2 separate regions of the Zea mays genome follow, and region 1 is linked to region 2. The links are chromatin contacts, called in public Hi-C maps. All regions are on one chromosome and are shown on one strand. Each heading gives the region's core, a stretch centred on a gene start, on an enhancer-like site or on the middle of the called end of the contact. The rest is flanking DNA. Distances are from core to core; before and after follow the strand shown.

Region 1 (3,322 bases), core at 601-3,100, 180 kb before region 2:
ACAAATCGCAAGCGAATGAAGAGTGTGACACGCGGATTTGTTTTACCGAGGTTCGGTTCTCGCAAACCTACTCCCCGTTGAGGAGGCCACAAAGGCCGGGTCTCTTTCAACCCTTACCCTCTCTCAAACGGTCCCGCGGACCGAGTGAGCTTCTCTTCTCAAATCAAACCGGGAACAAAACTTCCCCGCAAGGACCACCACACAATTGGTGTCTCTTGCCTCGATTACAAGTGAGTTTTGATCACAAGAACAAGTGAGAAAGAAAAGAAGCAATCCAAGCGCAAGAGCTCAAAAGAACACGGCAAATCTCTCTCGCTAATCACTAAAGCCTTGTGTGGAATTGGAGAGGATTTGATCACTTGAGTGTGTCTAGAATTGAATGCCTAGCTCTTGTAAGTGGTTGAGAAGTGGAAAACTTGGATGACTTGAATGTGGGGTGGTTGGGGGTATTTATAGCCCCAACCACCAAACTAGCCGTTTGGTGGAGGCTGTCTGTCGTATGGTGCACCGGACAGTCCGGTGCACACCGGACATGTCCGGTGCGACAGCCACGTCACCAGGCCGTTAGGGTTCCGACCGTTGGAGCTCTGACTGCTAGGCCCGTCTCGATGTCCGGTGGCGCACCGGACATGCACTGTGGAGTGTCCGGTGCGCCAGCATGGGCGTGCCTGACTTCTGTGCGCGCTGGCGTCACACCGGACAGTCCGGTGTACACCGGACATGTCCGGTGAATTATAGCGGACTAGCCGTTGTGAATTCCCGAAGCCGACGAGTTCAGAGTCTCTTCATCCTTGGAGCACCGGACACTGTCCGGTGTACACCGGACAGTCCGGTGAATTATAGCGCGACGACTCTGCGAATTCCCGAAGGTGCGGAGTTCAGCTTGGAGTTCCTTGGTACACCGGACACTGTCCGGTGGTGCACCGGACACTGTCCGGTGGCACACCGGACAGTCCGGTGCGCCCGACCAGGGTGCCTTCGGTTGTCCCTTTGCTCCTTTGTTTGAACCCTTTCTCTTGATCTTTTTATTGGCTTATTGTGAACCTTTGGTACCTGTAGATCTTATAGACTTGGGCAAACTAGTTAGTCCAATTATTTGTGTTGGGCAATTCAACCACCAAAATTAGTTTAGGAAATAGGTGTAAGCCTAATTCCCTTTCAGTAGTTCGGTTACCACCCAAACTACCTGAATTACCAAAAATACAAAAACATAAGGGCTTGTTCGGTTTAACCCAAATCCATATGGATTGAAGGGGATTGAGTCGGTTTTAATCCCTAGTAAGTCAAAATCCCTTATAATCCATACCAATCCCCTCCAATCCATATGGAACGGAAATAACCGAACAAGAAGTGGTTTGATGCAATATAAATATATTACTGGAACAAATCAATATAGATTTATGCTAACTTAATAATTGTTTTGTTGTTAATTAATATGAAGACATGATATGATTTAAAAACATTTGTTTGTTGCTTTAAATGCTACTAGAATTTTTAAAAATGGTTGAATTTGTCAATTTTGGGTATATCAAGTAAAACATGAATCTGAACCCGAAATATCATGTAACCAAAATCGTGGGTAATACTTTTTTAAAACAAAAATCAGATAACATTTTTTAATACCTGAATTTTCATTCACCTGAATTACCCAAACCGAATATTTCGGATAACCTAAGGATTAGTTTGGAAGTCTACAAACCGAAACAGATTAGAGAGACTAAAACTTTTTTTATTTAAAATTAAATAAGAATGTGATTCTAGCCTCTCAATTTAGTCCGTTTTTCTTTTTCTCTCAAACTAGCACTAATTGGTAAGATATAGAAAGTGCAACCAAACACCCTAATAACTTTACATATTTTATTCCAGGGACATATTCGCTACGGAAAAAAAATCCCATTATGGACGGCGACTGGTACTTTTTGTTCGCGGGGACGGCGACTGGTACTTTTTGTCGCTGCGGAGACGGGGAGTCTTCCGACTCTTCCCCAACGGGAATTCCTCATTCACATCCCTACGCACGAACGGAAACGCCCCATGCTGCGCTCGCAGTCTCGCATGGACTCCACCACTGCTGCTGCTACCGCGGCCGCGGCTGCGGCGCCGGCGCCGGTGCTGCTGGTGACGAACGACGACGGAATCGACGCGCCGGGGCTCCGCTTCCTTGTCGACCGTCTCGTCGCCGCAGGGCGATACCGCGTACTCGTCTGCGCGCCCGACACGTAAATGCTTTCCTCCTTCGTCTCGCGATCCCTCCCTTATCTGCTACTCGCTCCCTTGCGGTTTCCTGCTTGTTTGGTTGATTGGTCGGTGCCTTGCGTAGATTCTGCGGAAGGATCACGGGATTTACCCCGAGAGGACGTAGTAGGCTAGGAAAAAGAACTAGAATTGTGCTGGGATTTTTTTATCCTTTTCTCTTTCTGGCATTCTCGCCCAGAAGACGAATCAGAGGAATTTGGAATAACATGTTTCTATCGGTTTCACTTATTCTCTAAATGAGTTACAATATTTCCTTTTGCTTTCGTAAATTTCTGGATGTGTCTGCAGCAGATGACCGCTTAGTTGATGTTTTCCCTCTTGATCATTGCATTGGTATGAAAATTGTGGGTGCTAAATTTGCGGTAAAGAATTTAAGAAATAGGAAATACAAGTTTGGCCTTGAGAAGCAAAATTTATCAATTAATGTTTCCATGCAATGTTTACAGGTGTTTTCGGTATGACAAGTTTTTGTTTTAATAGAAGGCAGATGCCTGTGCATTGCTACGGAAGTCCCAAAATTCTCAACGCAACAAGAGCATGAAAAAATAGTGGATCCAAAGCCTCACAATTTTCAACGCAATAAAAGTTTGAAATAAACAGTGGGTCAAAATCAACAGGCAAATAAATTTTAACTCTGCTTAACAACATAATATTATGAGCCACATGGTATCACTATACCTCAAACGCATCAAATCACTGAATAGATACTAGCACAGAACCTCAGTATTTTTGCTACTCCTATCATTGATTGGTTATCTCTTGTACCTCCCAAAAGTATGCACAAGGGGATTTCAGAAAGTTATGTTGTTCATAACTTCATATCAGAAAAATAAAACCATGCATTTGTATATGCAGAGCAAGTAATCTATACAGACTTTTTTTTTCTCGAAAAAACGCAGGAGAACTAATATTGTCAGTATTTTCGAAAAAACGCAAGAGAACTATACAGACTCACACAAACTTGGATAAGAATTGCCATGGTAAGACTTCATGTATTCAGGATTTATGCTTGCCAGTCCAAAAAATATGAGCTTACTCTTGAAAAGTGAAGGGCAGTCCTGGTACA
Region 2 (3,438 bases), core at 740-3,239:
ATGCAGTTCAGCACAAATGTTACCTTTCGAATCATAGCTATTCCATATACACTTCTTGAGAGCCAGTGTCGTTTTGCAACAAGCTATTTTTGACTCTGGAGAGCCGTGCCATGCATGCAAATTTCTCATACCTAATTCTAGATCATTGCAAAAAAAAACCACCACAACATGATTAGATTATTGCTACGCAGCCGGCCTCTCCGGCAACAACGTAGGAGCTATCTAGGTGCATAACCTAATGAAAAAAACACAAAATGAAAAGAAGGAAAAAATACAAGTGTAGTACTACTGGCTCTTTAAAAGCCAGCTATCTAGACGAAAGACATGTCCGTCACATAGTACTCGCATTACTCTGCTTGCTGGCCATCATTCCTCATACACTCTTCTGTACGGAATTGGCTCCTAGGAGCAGGAAAAAAAAAAAGAAGGAGCATCGGTGACGGCCGGGGGAGGTGCAAAATCTTCATATTATACACCATGCTAGTCTAAAACATCATAGACCTGCAAGAAGAAAGTGGGCAGATCGGCGGCAGATCCCAGAGGGAGTCAGACGCATCATTCCCCACGTCAAACGCTAGATCCTTGTCCGGACCCCTGTCGATGACGCCGTGGGGCGACAGCGACAGCGACGCAGAGCTGCTCTTCTTCTCCAGCTTGATCATCCTGTCTCTGCCTGTCTCCGCCGCGACCGCCAAGCGGCGAGCGTTCACGCTACCCACGTCGCGTGCGTCCGGAGGTGGTGGTGGTGTTAGGGGGCTGCTGGCGGCGTTGAGCGCCCATGACTGTTGTTCGTACTGGTGCGTGGTCGCGGCTAGCTGGAACTCTTCGCCGCCGCCGGTGGCCGAGTACGGCGCGTAATAAGCTTCCTCGGTCGCGCTCTGACTCCGAGGATCCGGGAGGGTGGGAATGGGAGCGCGGGCGTGGGTGCTGGTGGCGAAGCTGATGCTGGAGCTAGGACTGCTGCTGGTCGGGCTGGCCGTGCTGCTGCAGGTGCTAGCGGTGCTGGCCGCGGCTGCGGGGAAGAAGCGGGCGGCGGTGGGGCGGTGCGGTAAGGTCTTCTTCGGCGGCGTCCGGCCGTTGTTGTTGTTGTGGTCGAGGATGCCGCGGATCCGGGCGGCCAGCGGCGAGTCGGGCGGCGGCGCGGCGGCGAAGTTGGTGCGCGTGTTGGCGCCGCGGAGGAGGCAGGCGGCCTCGTCGTAGGCGCGCGCGGCGGCCTCGGCGGTCTCGAACGTGCCCAGCCACACCCGGACCTTCTGCGTCGTGTCCTTGATCTCCGCCACCCACCTCCCCGACGGCCTCTGCCGGACGCCCACGAACTTGCTGCTGCCGCCGCCGCCGCCGCCGCACTTGGTTCTCGTTCTTGGCTTGGGTTTGGGTTCCTTCGTGGCTGGCGGTGGTGGTTGTTGTTGTTGTTGGTAGCTGTGGTGCTGCTGGGGATGGAACTGGAGCTCCATTGGGAAGATGGCGTGGGCGATCTTTGCATGTGGTGTGAGAACAAACTCTGGTCTGAACTCTGGGGCAGGAGATGGTGTCTGAATTTAAAGGGAGGGCGTGATGCTGGGTGTTAAGACGTGTAGTGGGGGAGGAGGTGCCTTGTCATGTTCTGCTTGTCTCTGATGTTGCAGATCTTCCTAGTGCGATAAACGATGGCTGAGTTTTCTAAGAGCGCATTGGGAGCACGATGCTGCGTCCCGTAGCTTATTCCGATGTTTGATGTGGTCCTAGTGGCTGACATGTTTGGTGTTTACCCTACCTGACACAATGCAAGAACCAACTTTTGTTTCCGGGACCCGGCTGCTGTGAAGGAGGTGAAGCTAGCTAGGGGTGATACGGTTGATGCGGTTTGTTTCATCAATCGACGCGGTTGGTAAACCTGTGGGCTTGGAGTCACAAAACAATCCATTCCAACCGTTGGCCAAATAAATCCTTCTGTTGTTGCTGAGTCCTAGTGAGCTCTCCAGCTGAGAACCCTTTCTATATGATGTACATAAGTGGGCAGATGTACTAACTATGTGACAACAATGCTGTTTGAACTCTTTTTTTTTGTACATTGAGATGCCTTGTTGTTCAGGTAAAGAATATCCGTTTAATAATTCGCAAGGAGTGGTTTATTATAACTCCGTTCTTAAATATATGACGCCGTATAAATCTTTTTAAAGCTTTGATCATTCGTATTATCAAAAAAAATTATTATTTATATTGTTATGATTTGTTTTATCATTTAAGGTTGTTTAAGCGTGACTTGAGATTTTATGTTTTCGAATAAATATTTTTAATAAAACAAGTGGTTAATTTTTTTTAAAAAATGTCAAAGCGTCATATATTTAAGAACGGAGAGAGGCCTTTTGGTTTCATGAATTTTGTAGGAGATCCGTCCACAGCTACTCGGCTAGGTTATATATATTTATGTGAAATGTGACCAATTGAAGTTTTTGCAGCTAGCTTATCCGTAATAAAAACTCCCCCGCCGGCACTGCATTGCCATGCGCCTGCTTCAAACGCTTGATTAATAGTATCCGCTTCAAATGCTTGATTATTAGTGTATACGTCGCTGAGCACCTACTAGCTGCTTGTGCATATTTTACGCGCCATCTTCCTCCCCCGAGGGAGACGAGGCAGGTCATGGTGGCACGACGACGCGACCAGCTGCCACTTGGCGGCGCCATCCGATGGCTTCACGACATGGGTGCCTGTCAGAGATGGCGTCGCCATGGAAGCGATGGACTAAAGAATCGGTCCAAAGGTATTGCGAACAACTTTGGTTGTATAAAGTGGTAATCATGTGAGGTGGGGGAGTAAGCTATATAATGTCTATTGTTTCCAAGGTTTGACTCCTAAATATAAATAAATAAATAAAAAGTTTTTACGGTACCATGCCCCTTTCCTCTCGCTCTTCTCGACTATGCTAACCGTTGATCTCCACCATTCCGCACGGTTTACTTCTACGGATGTAGGTGCCACCCTCTCCAAACAATATTGAGCCAGCAAAAGGAACCAGAATTGTCGCGCGAGTGTATATATACAGTGCAGTTTGTCGAGATGTGAATGCGATTCATCTTCTTGATCGCGTAGCACACAGGCTGGTGGGTGAGGAAGCCCCCTTTTTTTTTGGCTAGCACCTGTTACGAAAGGGATCTAGAATAATAATCTTTCGGACCGTTTGAATCCCTTTATTCTTTGAGAAATTGGAATTCACTCAATAAAGTAAATTATTTAGTTTGGAATTTGACATTCCACCACTTCCGAAAGTTTGGATATAAGTCTATCTCAAATACATAGGGTGGAGGATATGAAATGATTTTATGCATTAGTAGAATTTGTTTGTACTATGTAACTTATATGACACTCTTCGTCTTTCTTCTCTATGATAAAAACATAACACATAAATATCTCCGACATCTTGCTAATAATAGTATACAAATATATTTTATATAAAAC

What was found. Hi-C and Micro-C count contacts between places; a contact is called where the count stands out from the background.
Region 1: a Hi-C map of leaf shows a contact between it and region 2, with 6 times the contacts expected there. The contact joins the promoter of LOC103632103 here to the promoter of LOC103633756 in region 2. A contact is called at or near these places in 2 of 25 Hi-C or Micro-C datasets (both in leaf).

What each region holds. Positions count from the first base shown.
Region 1 is chr7:17,804,922-17,808,243 of Zm-B73-REFERENCE-NAM-5.0, reverse strand. LOC103632103 (5'-nucleotidase SurE) reads left to right here and starts at 1,850. Exons shown (of 9, transcript XM_020540888.2): 1 at 1,850-2,219. The coding sequence starts at 2,035.
Region 2 is chr7:17,625,460-17,628,897 of Zm-B73-REFERENCE-NAM-5.0, reverse strand. LOC103633756 (ethylene-responsive transcription factor ERN1) reads right to left here and starts at 1,989. Exons shown (of 1, transcript XM_008655447.2): 1 at 146-1,989. The coding sequence starts at 1,454. The coding sequence ends at 486.